Linked DNA regions of Mus musculus: regions 1 and 3 are each linked to region 2. A link is a contact called in public HiCAR-type and promoter capture Hi-C data. All regions are on one chromosome and are shown on one strand. The core of a region is the stretch at or near the end of the contact, and the rest is flanking DNA. Distances in the headings are between cores, read along the strand shown. Region 1 holds the start of Ces1g (carboxylesterase 1G). Region 2 holds the start of Ces1d (carboxylesterase 1D). Region 3 overlaps Ces1h (carboxylesterase 1H).

Region 1 (4,647 bases), core at 2,137-4,636, 140 kb after region 2:
CATGCAGTTAGTATCGGTGTGTAAGGGGTGGTGGGGAGGTCTATGTGTTTCCTGGGGGAAACTTTGACTTCTCTAATGCCTTCTAACTCTGCAGAGAGAGAGAAGGGCTTGGTGTCTTTCTCCTTCCCAGAGTTTTTGGATACCCTAAGCCCAGGAGAGAAGAACTCAGATGCTGGCCTGTCCTTCAATACAGCATTCTCTTCATGGCCAGGATAGATGTTGTGTCCAAGCCTCTGCTGAGCTTTCTATTATGGGCGATAGACTGATGTGGTACTCCATCAGAAGAACATGTCCTTATCGTTGAGATATTTTCATTCAACCAATGGCACAATCTCTAACAACAAACACATACACTGCACAGGTCAGGAATTGTGCTTTATAAGGGAGCTTAGGAAAAACTACATCATAGTTCTGCTTCAACCACGAATAAGCTGGGCCATTTTGGGCAAATTCCTCTACTGAGACTCAAAATGCCAGGTCCAGGAAAAAAAGTATTAACTCTAAGGGTACTGCTGCCCTGCCCTGCTAAGGTTCTGCCTTTTCCAAAGCCTAGCAATCATGGATGGCTGCCCTTATAGGAGAACTTAATGGTCCAACACAGAGAAGAATGGAGGCAATTATGGAGTCCTTCAAGTATTCAAACACTTACTCTTTATGAGCAAAAGTCATTTAAGACCCACATGAACCACACACATTTATTATTTTCCCCATTTTATAGAATAAAAATTGAAGCACAGATGTTAGACAACTACCTCACGGACAGTTACTTAGTATGGTGTCTTAAATAAGAGTGACCTCCAGAGGCTCATGCATTTGGATACTTGATGCCCACTTGGTGAAACTGTTTGGGAGGTATGGCCTTGGTGGAGGAGGTGTGTCTCTGGGGGTAGGCTTAAGGTTTCAAAATGCACAACATTCTGAGTTACTTCCCCTACCGTTGGTCCATGATTGTTTTAAGATCTGAGCTCTCACCTACTGCTCAAGCATCATGCCTGCTAGAGTGCTACCATGCCCCTTGACATGATGGTCATGGACTCATCCTCTGACACTGTAAGTCCCCATTCAAATTCAACTCTTTCTCCTATAATTGCCTTGGTCATGGTGTCTACACAGCAATAGAAAGACATCTAAAACATTCAGGAAGTTGGTGCTCAATTTATAAGAACAAGGTCCCCAAACAGGGCCCCAGTGGCTTACAAAGGAGGGTAGGAAGTGGTGTGCTTCACGAAGCTCCAGGGCTCTGCAGGCTCTGGTGGAGCAAACCTCAGAGATCCAAGAGGGGGCTTGGCAAAGGGGACTCCCAGGAAGACGGCCACAGGCTGTGAGAATCCTTCTAAGGTGACATACTTCCCCAGGACTTTGCCATGAACGGTGTGTACCACAGGCGGTAAGGATGGGTGTCCTGTTTGACAAGAGAAAATGAGGATGAAACAGAAGGGAAATGGTCAGACCTGGATTCCAGGCAGGCTTTGTCACTTTGTAGGCATGTGAGCTTAACTACTACCTCAACCCTCTAGGCCATGGCTTCTTTTCATGTAAGATGAAGGAAATTTTCTTCCTATATCAGAAGGATGATGGAAGGAGAAAATTGGAACTGGATGTATAAAATTAACCAAAGTAGTTGCAAAAAAAAAAAAAAAAAGTCCATTGTGAATAAACATATCATTTTCTTTCTCTCTTAGACACCGCTGGAGACATTTATCCATATCTCAGTGCTGAGCTGTGTGCTGAATGAGACAATGACCAACAGTGGCCCAACCCTTGGGAGGATGACCTCATGAGAAGGACCACAGACACACTTTCTTCAGATAATAAAGAGGTTGGGACTTTCGAGAAGGAAAAGAGAGATACAGAAATTAGAATGAATGAGGCCTTTTGGCTGGTGTCATCATTGAGAACATCAGACTCAGAGAAGAGCAGGGAGATGACAAAATGAGAGTAAATGAAGAATAAGCATGGAGCACAGAGGGCTAGAGACAGCACCATGCAAGGCACTTCTGGGAAAAGAAAATGGCATATGAATATGACCAGGTCAGTCCAAGGGGAGAGATTATAATCCTGTGTTATTGGGGATGTGTAAAGAAGGATACCAAATACCTAGTTAAGGAGCTTTATGTAGTGGGTAAATAATCACAATAAATAGCTATGGGATCACTCAGGTTCTAGAAGAGGCGAGTCATAACATTAAGCATGATCATGCAGAGGGAGAAAATTTGGGTATTGGACTTTTGCATAACTACTGCCTCAGCTCTATTCTTGCTCTGTGAAGTCTTTCCCTCATCTCCCCACAGCTTCTCATTTGTTCTCTTTCTGCCTGCTGTGGATCTCTGACTTAAGGTATGTTTTATTTGAGATGTTTTTCCTTCAAGGCCAATGATTTAACAATGCAACAAGCCCACCATAGTTTTGAGAGTGTCTGTTATCAAGAGTAGCTGATAGTGCTATAAACAGTGTTATAAAAAAATCATGCCATGCACTGAGGAAAGCCCTATGCTTAGTCTCTTTGCTTTTAGGTTACCAGACACAATGAGGTATCTTTCCTGAGACACATATGTGTTAAAATGTCCATAGGTAACAGCATTGCTATTTTGTGTGACTTCCAAGATTCTATGCTATAGTAGACACTTCTATAATGAGAGGAAAGAGTTACGCAATGATCTGGAGATGTATATCAGAAATTTATAGACTAACTTCTAAATCTTCAAATTCTCTGAAATTATCCCAACTAGGAAAGGCTACATCACTGTCCCCTGTCTCCCCTCTTCTTTCCAGGGTAAACCATGACAAAGACCTTTGACAGCAGCTTCCATTCTGCCTCAGCCTTCTTAATAACCCAGTGCATCTCCCTCTGCCATAACTTCGTTGCTTTGCCCCACCCCTTTTCGGGAAATTTTCAGGAAGAAATTACCTTTTCAATGCTCAACAGTTCTTGGCTAATTCTACAAGTCAAACTTCCTATGGATATACTCTACTTTAAAGCACATATATATATATATATAATATCCCCTAGACCAGCCGGTATTCAGAGTGTTACAGAAAATTGTTCATTTCACACTGGACTGCAACCCAATGGGGAAGAAGCAGGCACGGCAAAATTAAATTCCTCACTCAAGGACATAAAACTCCAAAGCCCTCAGCTTAGAGTAACTGGTGTATTCTGTCCATGTCTGGCGGATGAACACCTCTAAGAAATGGGATCTGTTTTTAATTTTCCTGAATGCATCTGCATTCACCAAGGCCCAGGACAAAGAATTTCAAATGTGCACCCGGAAGTACTCACCCAGACTCAAGCAAGCAGTGAGAGAGATCAGACTCAAAGCACAGAGCCACATCATGGAAGAATAGCAGCTCTGGGGTCTAGTGAGGTGTCTGGTGGTGGAGATAATGCACTGATCCTGCCCCACAGCTATAAACTCATGCCTGAAATCCTGCCCACTAAGCCAATTTGCATAGAATCACCAAATGAAAATTCCTGACTGAGAGCTCTCTGGGCGCCTAATGGGACTTCTTAGTCACACCGACCTAGAGTTTAAACAAACTCTCTCTCTTATTTGACCAGCCATTGGACAGCTCTCAGATAACAGAGGTCCATAAACTAACCAAGGAACATCTTACATAATGTTTCTCCCCTTTGGAATTCAAACCTCAGTGTTCTGTCGGCCTCCCAAAGGCAGAGAGTAGCACAGCAGGCCTTCAGACAGGGAAAAGCTTTGATTTGACATCTCCAGTAAACAATGATAAATTTTAGAACAAATCAAAACCTCCAAACATCTCAGATCCATGATCTGAATACATCTCTTGGCATCCCTGGGCTTGTGCTTCCTTGAGTTCTAGACCCATGGTTGGTCTTTATACTTTATCCAGGGTCTGCTGATGTCTAAATACTGCCCTTACAATACTCCTATCAAGTGCTCTGTCTTCTTCTACTCTACTCTAAGGTCAGAGAGATCACTATTTTAAAGAACAGGGGTTTGGAGACAGTTTCTCCCCATAGTAGGTATCCCTCCATAGTCTAATTATCTGCCTATTCATTATCCGTCCATTATTCAAACATTAACCACAATGACTAGCATTTCCTTCTACAGGAAAGAAAATGGGAAAGGAAAACTGCAAGCCTAGCACTCTATTACCACCCTCACCCCCACCCCCAGATATCTGTGAATGTAGTTTTCTTCAGTGAGAGACTAAACTGCCCCACACTCATGTAACCAAGGCAACATGTGCAGCATCATTTTCTAATTTAGCTATGTGTTTGGGGTTCTGTTCTGCCTAAGGGTCTACAGTATCTTCTTTAAAATCATTTGTAGGCAGTATTGTGGCACTTTCATAAATATGCCTTAAATTTATTTCCTTTTTTGTCCTCCTCCCACTTTGCCCTCGCACACCCTTCTTGTTTATCCCTGTTCTCCTCCCAGCTGGCTAACCTCTGAGCTTTTGTGCCATGTGGGTTTCTGACCTAGGCCAGCAATTCATTCCTGAATGATAGAGTCCTGAGAAACAAGGTGCAGGGTGTCAGAGTTAAGGAGATAGAAAAGATGGGCTTAAGAAATCTTACACAAGCAGTGGGTTATGCCAAGCAAATTTACTAAGAAGTATAGCATCTTATATACTATCCCTGGGAGAGAAATCAGATAGAGCCAGCAGAAA
Region 2 (5,002 bases), core at 2,458-4,957:
TTCTTACATTTCTCCCCAAATTCCTGTGATTATGTGTTACAAATTTATCACCTTTGTCTTACTGTCAATAACATAGAAAGAACTTAGCCCAAATAAAAGATTGGATGCATACAGTCTAATTTCATATCCAGTTAATGTAACTGCTATATATTGGCTGTTACATTGATATGTAGAATAATATCGGTGTTATAAATGTGCAAATAGTCACCCATATTTTCCATACTCATAATGTCTGTATAAAGGGAGGACATACACAGACATAAGACTGGAAATATGACCTCAAATGCTCACAGTGATTCTGAGGAATTGGATTGTACCTGATTGTTAACTTTGTTACATTTGCTTCTATGTATTGCTCTGCCATTTCTGTTTTCAGTATTTATACCTTACATTTGCAGTCAGAATGGAAAAAATAGCAAATGATATTTTTAGGAGAAAAGCATGCAGTAGTAAGGACACCACCAGGAGTGGAATTCTTCAATCCTCACAAGTACCTTGCCAAGAGAAGAAACACTGACTGCACTGACATTCTTTAGGCTATCTGGACTTGATGGGCTTTTCTATTGGCTCAAAGATTGAGTGGGGCAGGGGGAAAGGATTGTTCAGTGGTGACTAGGAGGCTGGATAGACCTAGGCATGAGAACTTAAAGTCACCCTCAACTGTTCTTGTCACTCATGTAGTTCCACTCACCCACTTTCAAGCAACATCAAGGTTCAAGACAGAAGAATAAATTATCTTCATCCCCTTTATATTGAAACAGGCCTACCCCAGGGGCTTACATAGGCGGGTAGGAGGTGGTGTTCTTCACGAAGCTCCAGGGCTCTGCAGGCTGTGGTGGAGCAAATCTCAAGGAGCCAAGAGGGGGCTTGGCAAAGGGGACTCCCAGGAAAACAGCCACAGGCTGTGTGAATCCTTCCAAATTGACATACTTCCCCAGGACTTTGCCTTTAACAGTGTTCACCACAGGTGGTGAGGATGGGTACCCTGTTGGACAGGAGAAAATAGGAACACATCAGTAAGGAAAAGATAGACCTGGATTCTTGGTGGGTTTGTCACTTCAGGACTGATGGCATTGCTAAAGTCACCCAAACCCTTCCAGGTCTCATTTGCTTCTTACATAAAATTAGAGTGAAGACAATTGTTCTCATCTCAGAGGACTGATTAAAGACTAACGTGTATTGGTGTCTTAAAAGCATCCAGCCTAAGTCACTACAGAAAGAGAGGTACCAAGTATGAAGATGAGTTTTGGTTTCCACTGGAAATGTTCATCCACTAGGATCCTGTTGCTGAGCTGGGTGAGAAGATGGACAAGAGCCCTCCCTGTCCTCAGGAGGGCTCACCTTGCAGGCATGGCAACAGATACACTCGACTTAATATTGAGATGCATAAGATTTTTGTCCTGGGGTAGAGCCAGGAAGGGGATACAGCAGTTGGAAGAGAAAGTGATGTCTCCTGATTGGTCACACAAGGGTTGTGACTTACAGTGTGGGGAGAGGCTAAGGGGATGAGAGAGGTGGGTATGACATTGCAGGAATGAGAAAGGGTGCTGTGGCTCACAGACAGCACACAGCCAAGCTGGGAAGGGTGGGTGCCCTATGACTGTCACCAGGAGGAGTCCAGGACAGAGAAAGGTAATCCTGGAAGAGAAAGAACACACCAGGGAAGACCCTGGAGGACTGAGTAAGGGGCTGGATTTTACTTAGCAAACAAATAAGCAGCAGAAATAGCTCTGTGGTAAAGCAGACAACACACTTCTAAAACCTTCTTGGGGGTTCTGAGCATGGTCTTCCAGGTAAGAGAGACTGGGCATCAAAAACATTTACCCTACTGCCTCTATTCTTGTAGAACAGACAGTCTTTGCAGTATCCTCACTCTTCTTCTATCCATTGTGGGACCTGCACAAACCAACTTGGTCCTTCTTTACATGGTTGGTGGACTTATAGACACTTGGTCATGGCTCCCCTGGTGTCCTCTTTGTCTGACCTCAGGGGCCTCAGTTTGTGAGAACATCCCTCATTGGGTAGGGCCTTTGAATTTAGACAAGATGTCATTCTTCCTCAAAGCTTGTGGCCAGAAAAGACAGGAAATTTCCAAATTTAGTGGGAAGTGGTCACTAGAACTGAAAACTCCTCATTGGAATCCAGCCTCTATGTCACATGCTATCAACAGCCAGATGCATACTGTGAATATTCAAGTTGTTGTTACTAGTTATTACAAAGAACGATGAACTTTCTGGTAGACATGTACATACAAAATCTACTTTACGATATTCTGAAAGACCATGGAGAATGGGATAAGATGCTGATATGTGTTCAGCACTTCTAAGAGGTGAAGGAGGGTGAAGCCTGAGGAGAAACGCCTGGGGTAGGCTTTGTCAGCTCGGTGATGGTCCACCGTGAAGTGGGTAGAAACAGATTATCTGGGGTCATATTCCTGCGTCAAGTGGATATACAGCAATGGCACAAATATTATGTAGTTATGTATTTAAAATTGTGTAATATCAGAGTGCAATACGGAACATTTGCTCTGTGCCCAGGCACATTCATTCTCTTTACATAATTTCTCAAAGAGGCCTTGCCAGGAGAGCAGGCAAGATTTCAAAGCACCAAGCATTGACTGTAAAAAGGTGAAAACAGGGTGACATTACAGGCTGGGGGAACTGGAATCCCCAGGGTGTAACTAATGTGGGTCCCATCCCCCACCTTATCTAAGTCTCCTGCCTGGGCCACCCACCTGTCCTGATCTCTAAGATCTAGTCATCAAAAAACCCAAACAAAGTCCTATATCCCCCAAACCTCCCAAAGAACTCCATGTAACCGCCCCCTCCACCCCATGCCACCTCACTCCTCTCTTCTTTTCAGGTGAAACTACAACAATGGCTCTTGCTTGCCCGGTCTCTCCGCTGCCCTGGCCTCCTGACTAACCTCATTGTTTCCTCTTTTACACCATCCCTGTGACCTGTCCCTGCCTTGTGGGAGCTTCAGTGTAACACCATCATCTCAATTGTCTGATTTAAGCACGTTGTAATTTTTATTAATCCATTACGTTTTCAGCCAAACCTTTTGCCTACCTTTTAACCTAACTTACCCTCTGGACCCAGAGCAGAAGCAACCGCTCTTTTTGTCCTCAGTGAAAAAGGCACTCCTGTCATCTCTGCTTTAAAGGTGGGGGTTCCCTAGTCACTGTATCACCCAGGCTTTGCAAACTTTAGGATATCAAGTTGGAGTTATTGATTAGGAGCCAGATATAAGGCTGGCTCCTGAGTTTATGCTTTCCATGTTCTGCTCAGCCTCTCTCTCTCTGACCTGCTTGCAACTTGACAAAGAATCACAGGGAAGCAGCCTGATCCTTCTTCAGCTCTCCTGTGCCTCCTATAGCTGGGTATCCCAGTGTCCATCCTCCTCTCTGTCTCTGTGGGAGTCAAGTTCTTCGGACTTTGATGCACCCCTTCAAGTGCAGAAAGCAAAACTCACCAAGGGACTGGACTATTTTGTCCACAGCATTGCCCATTGTGCCCAGAACAAAGACTGAAAATGTACACACAGACATTTGTAACCCAGAAGAACTTACCCCAAGCTGTGCACGCAGCAAGAGAAAGCCATATCAGAGGGTAGAGGCCCATTGTGGAAGGACAAGGGCTCTGTGGGTCTCTGAGCTATCTGCTGCTTTAGCAATGCTTCTGTTGTGGACCAGGGGACCCGCCTCCTTAAGTCTTGCTCAACCAGCTCAGTTATGTAATCTAAGCTTAAAAAAAAAAAAAAAAAAAAAAAAAAAAAAAACTCTTCCTTCCAAAGAGCTCTCTGGGTGTCAGTTGGGCCCTCCAAGCCACGCCCACTAGGAGTTTACCCACTTTTATCTGAACAGTCAGTGCCCAGTACTCAGATTACAAGTGGCCAGAAACCCATCCAACAGCTTCTTACATAAGCACCTCTCCCTGCAGCACTCTCACCTCAATTCAGTGCACCCTGACCTCTCAAGAGCAGACAGCAGCAGCCAGGTGCCTGCAGGTAGTGGGAAGTGTTGTTCTGGGGTCCTTCTACAAAGCTCTGCTCAGCTGGGATGTGAGGACGGACACATTTCACAGCCTTCCTGGACCTGCATGTCTTAGAATCCATACTCTCGAGTTAGGAAGGGAACTCACACTCTACCAACCTTTAGAGGATTCCTAAATTAAGTTTGTAGTATTCCTGCCAAGTGACCTGGCTGGGCACGGTGCATACTTAGGTTCAAGGAAGTTTACCAGAGAAAGAACCTTTGGACATAATGTTCATGTAGGAAACAAACTCCGCTGGCAACAATCCTTGCTTCTAACCATCCATGCATACACGTACACACTGATTCTTCAAACATTGCCAAAGCGCATGGCCTCCCTTTTCATGGGAGTGTACAACAGCAGGTGGGTCAGTGCATCTATGCAATTGCTGACCCTAGCCTATTCCAGCAGTGTAGCCTCTTCATACTTTCATGTTTGGGTACCTCTTTTCATTCCTCTGGTGTGTATTTTGGTTCTTTCATCTAATCATTTATTTTTAAGTTCTCAGGATGCATTACTAAGTTATTTGTTTGATTTTAGAAATCTTTAATTTCTTTAAGATCAAATCTCTTTGACAGATCCATTTTGGAAAAAAATAGTTGACGTAAAATAGTAGTGAGCTGATAAAATAATAGACATTCTACAGCTCTGGAAGGGTTCAAGTCCATTTGATGCATAATTATATCTTCTTAAAGACATGAGACTGTAGTTACTCATGATATAGAATTTCCTCCCGAAGTACTTCTGTTTTATCTGGGTTCTGTATGTTGTATCTCCATTTTCATTTCATTTAAGGAATTTTTCAACCTTCTCCCTCTTCCCTCTATTTCATCAATGAATGTACTTAAATTCACACAGTGGAAGGAGAGCACAGAATCTCACAAATTGTAGTTGAGTTTCTCACCATGAGCAGCAGGGTACTTTGTGACTGGAGTCATTTGAAACCCCTCAGAGACCTTGATCACTAG
Region 3 (4,512 bases), core at 1,138-3,637, 160 kb after region 2:
TGCTGAGAATTCAGGTATTAAAGAGGTTTGCAAAAGAATTTCTTTAAGTAATATATTATAAGCTATAATATAAGTAAAACATAACTTTTAGATAAGTAAGTATGCATATAGACAAATTCATGCACATGACATCTGACTCATAGTCGGCAACAGCTTGACCTTATCCTAACTCACATTCTAATATGTAATTTTAAATGAGAAATCAAACAGTGGCATTTGTATCTTCGAGTTGGGGAACTTCGGTGACTTATTTTTCTGAGTTATATTAGTGGCCAGCATCCTGATGCAAAGTATTGCTTGTTGTCTGTGAGTATATACATTTCATCGTGTATGCTGGTGTGGAAGAAAGGCTGGGCACTTGACAGTTTAGCTCATTCCTGTCACTGTGAGTTGGGGAATGGATATTAAGAGAGGAGAAATGTTCTCAGGGCCACAGGAGGCAGACTGGAATCACAAGCACACAGGGATCAAAGCACCATTACCTCTTAAAATCGGGGCACCAAAGACAGAATAGACTTCATCTCCATGGTCTCCAGTCACTGTCTTGGGTTTCAATTCTGATGAGAAGCTTGGACGAGACTGAAATTCGTACATGTAGGTTGGGGCTCCAGCATCTGGGAAGACATGGAGTCGTGTACAGTTCATCTGATTAGGTGTGTGCTTGGATGCTATAAAGGCTTCTACTGGTGAAGGACCCTCTGGTCATCAGCAAAGCAGAACTCTGTCAGTGAATCACCTGAATGTGCTTGAGGCTGCTTAACAAGAGCAGGTAGAGGTGGTATTTGAGTCAGACATTCATGGACATAAAAGTTAAGGAAGAAAATGCACCCAAAACCAAAGCAGATAGGTAGTAATGGGAAGGCGCTGGCTCACAAGAAAATCTACAGCCTACTAAGTGTCTCCCATTCAGACTCTGAACATTCCCCACGATTTGCTCACTCATTTCCAGGAGTGTAAAGCAAATTCAAGTAGTTGCTTGAAAGTGTTAGTTATGATTTTTAAAATATTTACTAATATTACATTTTAAAATTCGTTAACTGCTTAATGCTATAAGTGGGCATAAGAGTAATAGGTTTCATTGTTATATTTCCATACATATTGGGTTTGATTAATTTCTTTCCCCCACTGCCCTCCTTCACACTCATTCTATATCCTTGCTTGTCCTCTTCCTTCTGACAATACCATTTATTCTACTTTCAGAACACATGTATAATATCATCCTCTTCCTTATTTCCCTTGCTTAACATTTCCTCTTTTCTTCTTGTTTTTATTTCTATCTAGTTTCTCCCCGCATACACACATATATAAAAATGTAAATCTAGCCTCTACATATAGGGGGATATGCACCATATTTGTCTTCCTATGCCAACTTTATTTCACTTAGCCTGATTTTCAGTTCCATCCATTTTCTTGAAATTATCATGTGTATTTTCTTCATAAACTTTCATTGTGTATATACCCCGTTTTGTTTACTCCATTTATCCATTTTTGAACATCTAGGCTAGTTCTACTTCTTTGTTGTCAATGGTGTGGTAATAAAAATGAATATACAAGTTTCTCTGTGGCAGAACTTATTAAAATTTAAATATATGCAGAGATGGAATAATCAATCTTTCATGTCTCGGAGATACCATTGTGTATAAAGATGCCATTTGTAACAGAAATAAATAAACAAAAACATATGCAATTGAGAACTATAGACATGTCTTATAAAAATTCGTAGAGATTTTAAGGTGAAGTAAAAAGATATTAATGAACAACATGAAACCTGTTAGCTCAAATGTCAAAGATTTAAATAGAATCTGGGACACACTAGAACTGTAACGGTCATGCAAACAGCAAGTGGATCCCAAGTCCTAACATTAAAAGATAAAAGTAGCACTGACAACTCTATCTAAAACAAATAATCTATGGCTAAAATAAATTGTCCTTGCAAAATGATATGAATTCTGACATAAAAGATATGAAGTTCGTGGTGTGAGCCCAGGAACTAGAACAAACTAAGCCTAAAGCTAAAGAAGGGAGCAAATGAAGGTCAGACAGAGATTCCCTATGAGGGCTGAGACTGCAGCCAATGGCAGAATGCTCATCTAAAATGTCGGAGGAACTGAGTTAAATAGCCAGAGAGAAGTGGTGAGGGGTGGGAGGCAGAGAGAAACAGATTTCTGAGAGTATCAAGGCTTAAAAGTTTTTTGTTTGTTTGTTTGTTTTAGGATAAAAAATAAGGCAAAGTTTAGCTAGATCCACAAACACCCCCCCAAAAAAAATCAATGGAGAATCAAATAGAGAAAATCATAAATGAAAGAGACCTTACACTAGATGCCATGGGAATTCAACGGATAATGTGATATTATTACAAACAATAATAGGAACACAGATTGGATCACACATAAGAAGCAGGTAAACTATTAATTCAATAAAGCCCACCAAAGCTGAACTAAGGAGAAACAAGCAGTCTGGAGATTAATGATGAATGAACTTGAGCTAATGATTAAAGTTTTTCATTGAGAAAAAAATAATGATTTCCCCAAAGGGTAGTTACAAATATTTAAAGAACTGAGAACCAAATATCTCAAATTCTCATCAAATCTCTTCAAAAGTAAACAGAACATTTCCAGTTTCTTTCCCAGGAAGACATAATAACACACATTTAAAAATAAGGCAAAGTGCTACAAGAAAAGAAAACTACACCAAAGTCCTTAATAAACATATATGGAAAAATACTCAGCAGAACACCAGCAAACCAATTTAACAACATATTGGAAAGATAATTTACCATGGTCAAACTTGGACTTGTGATACATACCAGTTTAACATACATGGGAACTGTGCTATATCATGTTACAGGCAGAGAGACAAAAACAGTTACCTCATTACAGGCATAAAAATGTATTTGATAAAATTCAACTTTTGTAAGAGTGTTCACCAAATAAGAGAGAGATAGAGTGTATTTTAACATAATAAAGGTAATATACAAGAGTCCCTGTGCCAACATTGTCCACAACAAGGAAAATATTTTTCTCTAAAACTTGGAACAAGACAAAGATTACCTTGCACATACCTTTGATTCAGCACAGGGCTGGAAGGCTACCTCAACCAGTGACAAAAGGAAAAGAAAGCATCCAAATTGGAAATCAGTGTGTGCAACAATGTCCATGGACAGCACATTTCTACAGGTAGAAACCCTATAGACTCCCCAAGTACTTACAAATAATAAGTGAATAGAATACATTAAAGCAGAGAAAGGAAATCAGCAAACAAACATCATATAGTATTTCCACATATTAAAGGTAAATCGTGCCACTAGGGGCAAGTCCTTGGAAATACAGCTTTACTGACCACCGCCTTCATCTTACTTTCTCTTTGCTTCTTATGTGCCATGAAATGAGCATGTGTGCTTCACTGTGCTCCCCAAAATGATGTCGAGTCTCACCCCAAGGACACAACAGTAGAATCTATCTAATCATTGCACACTGAAACCATGCCCCAAATAAGTCTCTCTCCCTTCATCATGTTTATGTTAGGTGTTTTGCGTGGGCAAAGAAGCCTGACTTCTTCTATATCCAGTACTGGTAACACCAGGAGACCTTTTGTCTCAAGGTTTTCCCTGGTCACTATAAACTATTTTGTCTATGTGTGCAGCAAATCAAAGCACACCAATGACTAGTAAGTAACCCTCCCCCACGGCTCAGATGGAATAACCCTAAGACCTATCTTCTGATTACTCTCAGAGTTCTGCAGCACCAAATGCACACAGGGGGCATGTGCTTAGCAGTGCATCATTGATTGGCCTCCATCTCCTTCCTAGGTCACTCCTCATCTCCATCAGTGACCTTTCCTGGGATAAACTCATGAATTCACTGCTCACATCTACATCTCACCATTGGATTCCACTACTTACAGAAACTGAACAGAACAGAGTCCTTCCTGAAGCAAACTCTGAGGCCTCCACCACAAGAAGCTTTCATTTGTCTATCCTGAGAGGTGAAATATATAGAGATCAAAGCAGGTCTTTGGCTTCCATACAACCTGTTTGACTCACCTCTGTGGCCACGAGACACAATCACAGATGGTATACCAAACATCACATCCCCAATCAACTGTAGGAGCCAGACTCTATTTTGGATGGGGTCATCTGTGCCTTTTGAGTATTTCTCAATGGCAACTGGAATTCCATCCTCTGGTATGTTCTGAAACAGATGAAGAAAGTGACCACCTCCAACTGATCAGTGTGTTTGTTTGTTTGTTTGTTTGTTTGTTTGTTTCTAGCCAATCGCGAAGGCTGGGTTAATTGTGAAATTCTGGGCCCTGTATAAATCCCTTCTGAGGTGATAGAATCAGAAAGTTGGAAAAAAAATAGGTACAGAATCCCTGTGTCAGTCATTTTCTGAAATTGCAATGGTCTATAATTTGGCCCAACTCCTCAGCCAATTACCAGAAAAATCACAAGATGCTTACAAAGAAATACGCCAACTTCCTCAGGAACAGAGAGATGACCTTCTTGTCCAGTTT

What was found. Promoter capture Hi-C pulls out the DNA fragments that hold promoters and counts their contacts. HiCAR-type assays count read pairs that join an accessible place to other places.
Region 1: a contact with region 2 is called in a promoter capture Hi-C map of liver. The contact joins the promoter of Ces1g here to the promoter of Ces1d in region 2. A contact is called at or near these places in 14 of 39 promoter capture datasets (the 3T3-L1 cell line, 3T3-L1-derived adipocytes, cranial neural crest and 8 more), 1 of 484 Hi-C or Micro-C datasets (liver), 1 of 115 datasets of contacts at active chromatin or transcription factors (liver) and 1 of 9 other capture datasets (adipose tissue).
Region 3: a contact with region 2 is called in a HiCAR-type map of kidney, with 4 times the contacts expected there. The contact joins the enhancer-like site here to the promoter of Ces1d in region 2. A contact is called at or near these places in 5 of 39 promoter capture datasets (embryonic stem cells, epiblast stem cells, liver and 2 more) and 1 of 115 datasets of contacts at active chromatin or transcription factors (kidney).

Annotation. Positions count from the first base shown.
Region 1 is chr8:93,333,823-93,338,469 of GRCm38.p6, forward strand. Ces1g (carboxylesterase 1G) reads right to left here and starts at 3,387. Exons shown (of 14, transcript NM_021456.4): 1 at 3,281-3,387; 2 at 1,198-1,402. The coding sequence starts at 3,332.
Region 2 is chr8:93,194,097-93,199,098 of GRCm38.p6, forward strand. Ces1d (carboxylesterase 1D) reads right to left here and starts at 3,708. Exons shown (of 14, transcript NM_053200.2): 1 at 3,572-3,708; 2 at 781-985. The coding sequence starts at 3,623.
Region 3 is chr8:93,352,959-93,357,470 of GRCm38.p6, forward strand. Ces1h (carboxylesterase 1H) reads right to left here. Exons shown (of 14, transcript NM_001370830.1): 10 at 4,459-4,512; 11 at 4,043-4,190; 12 at 483-614. Among named protein-coding and RNA genes, the nearest start is that of Ces1g, 18 kb to the left of the region's middle. Within about 2 kb of position 2,388, at least 1 of the 459 cell types and tissues checked has an H3K27ac peak or open chromatin away from gene starts, as enhancers often do. A contact at or near this core is called in kidney, where this site is marked.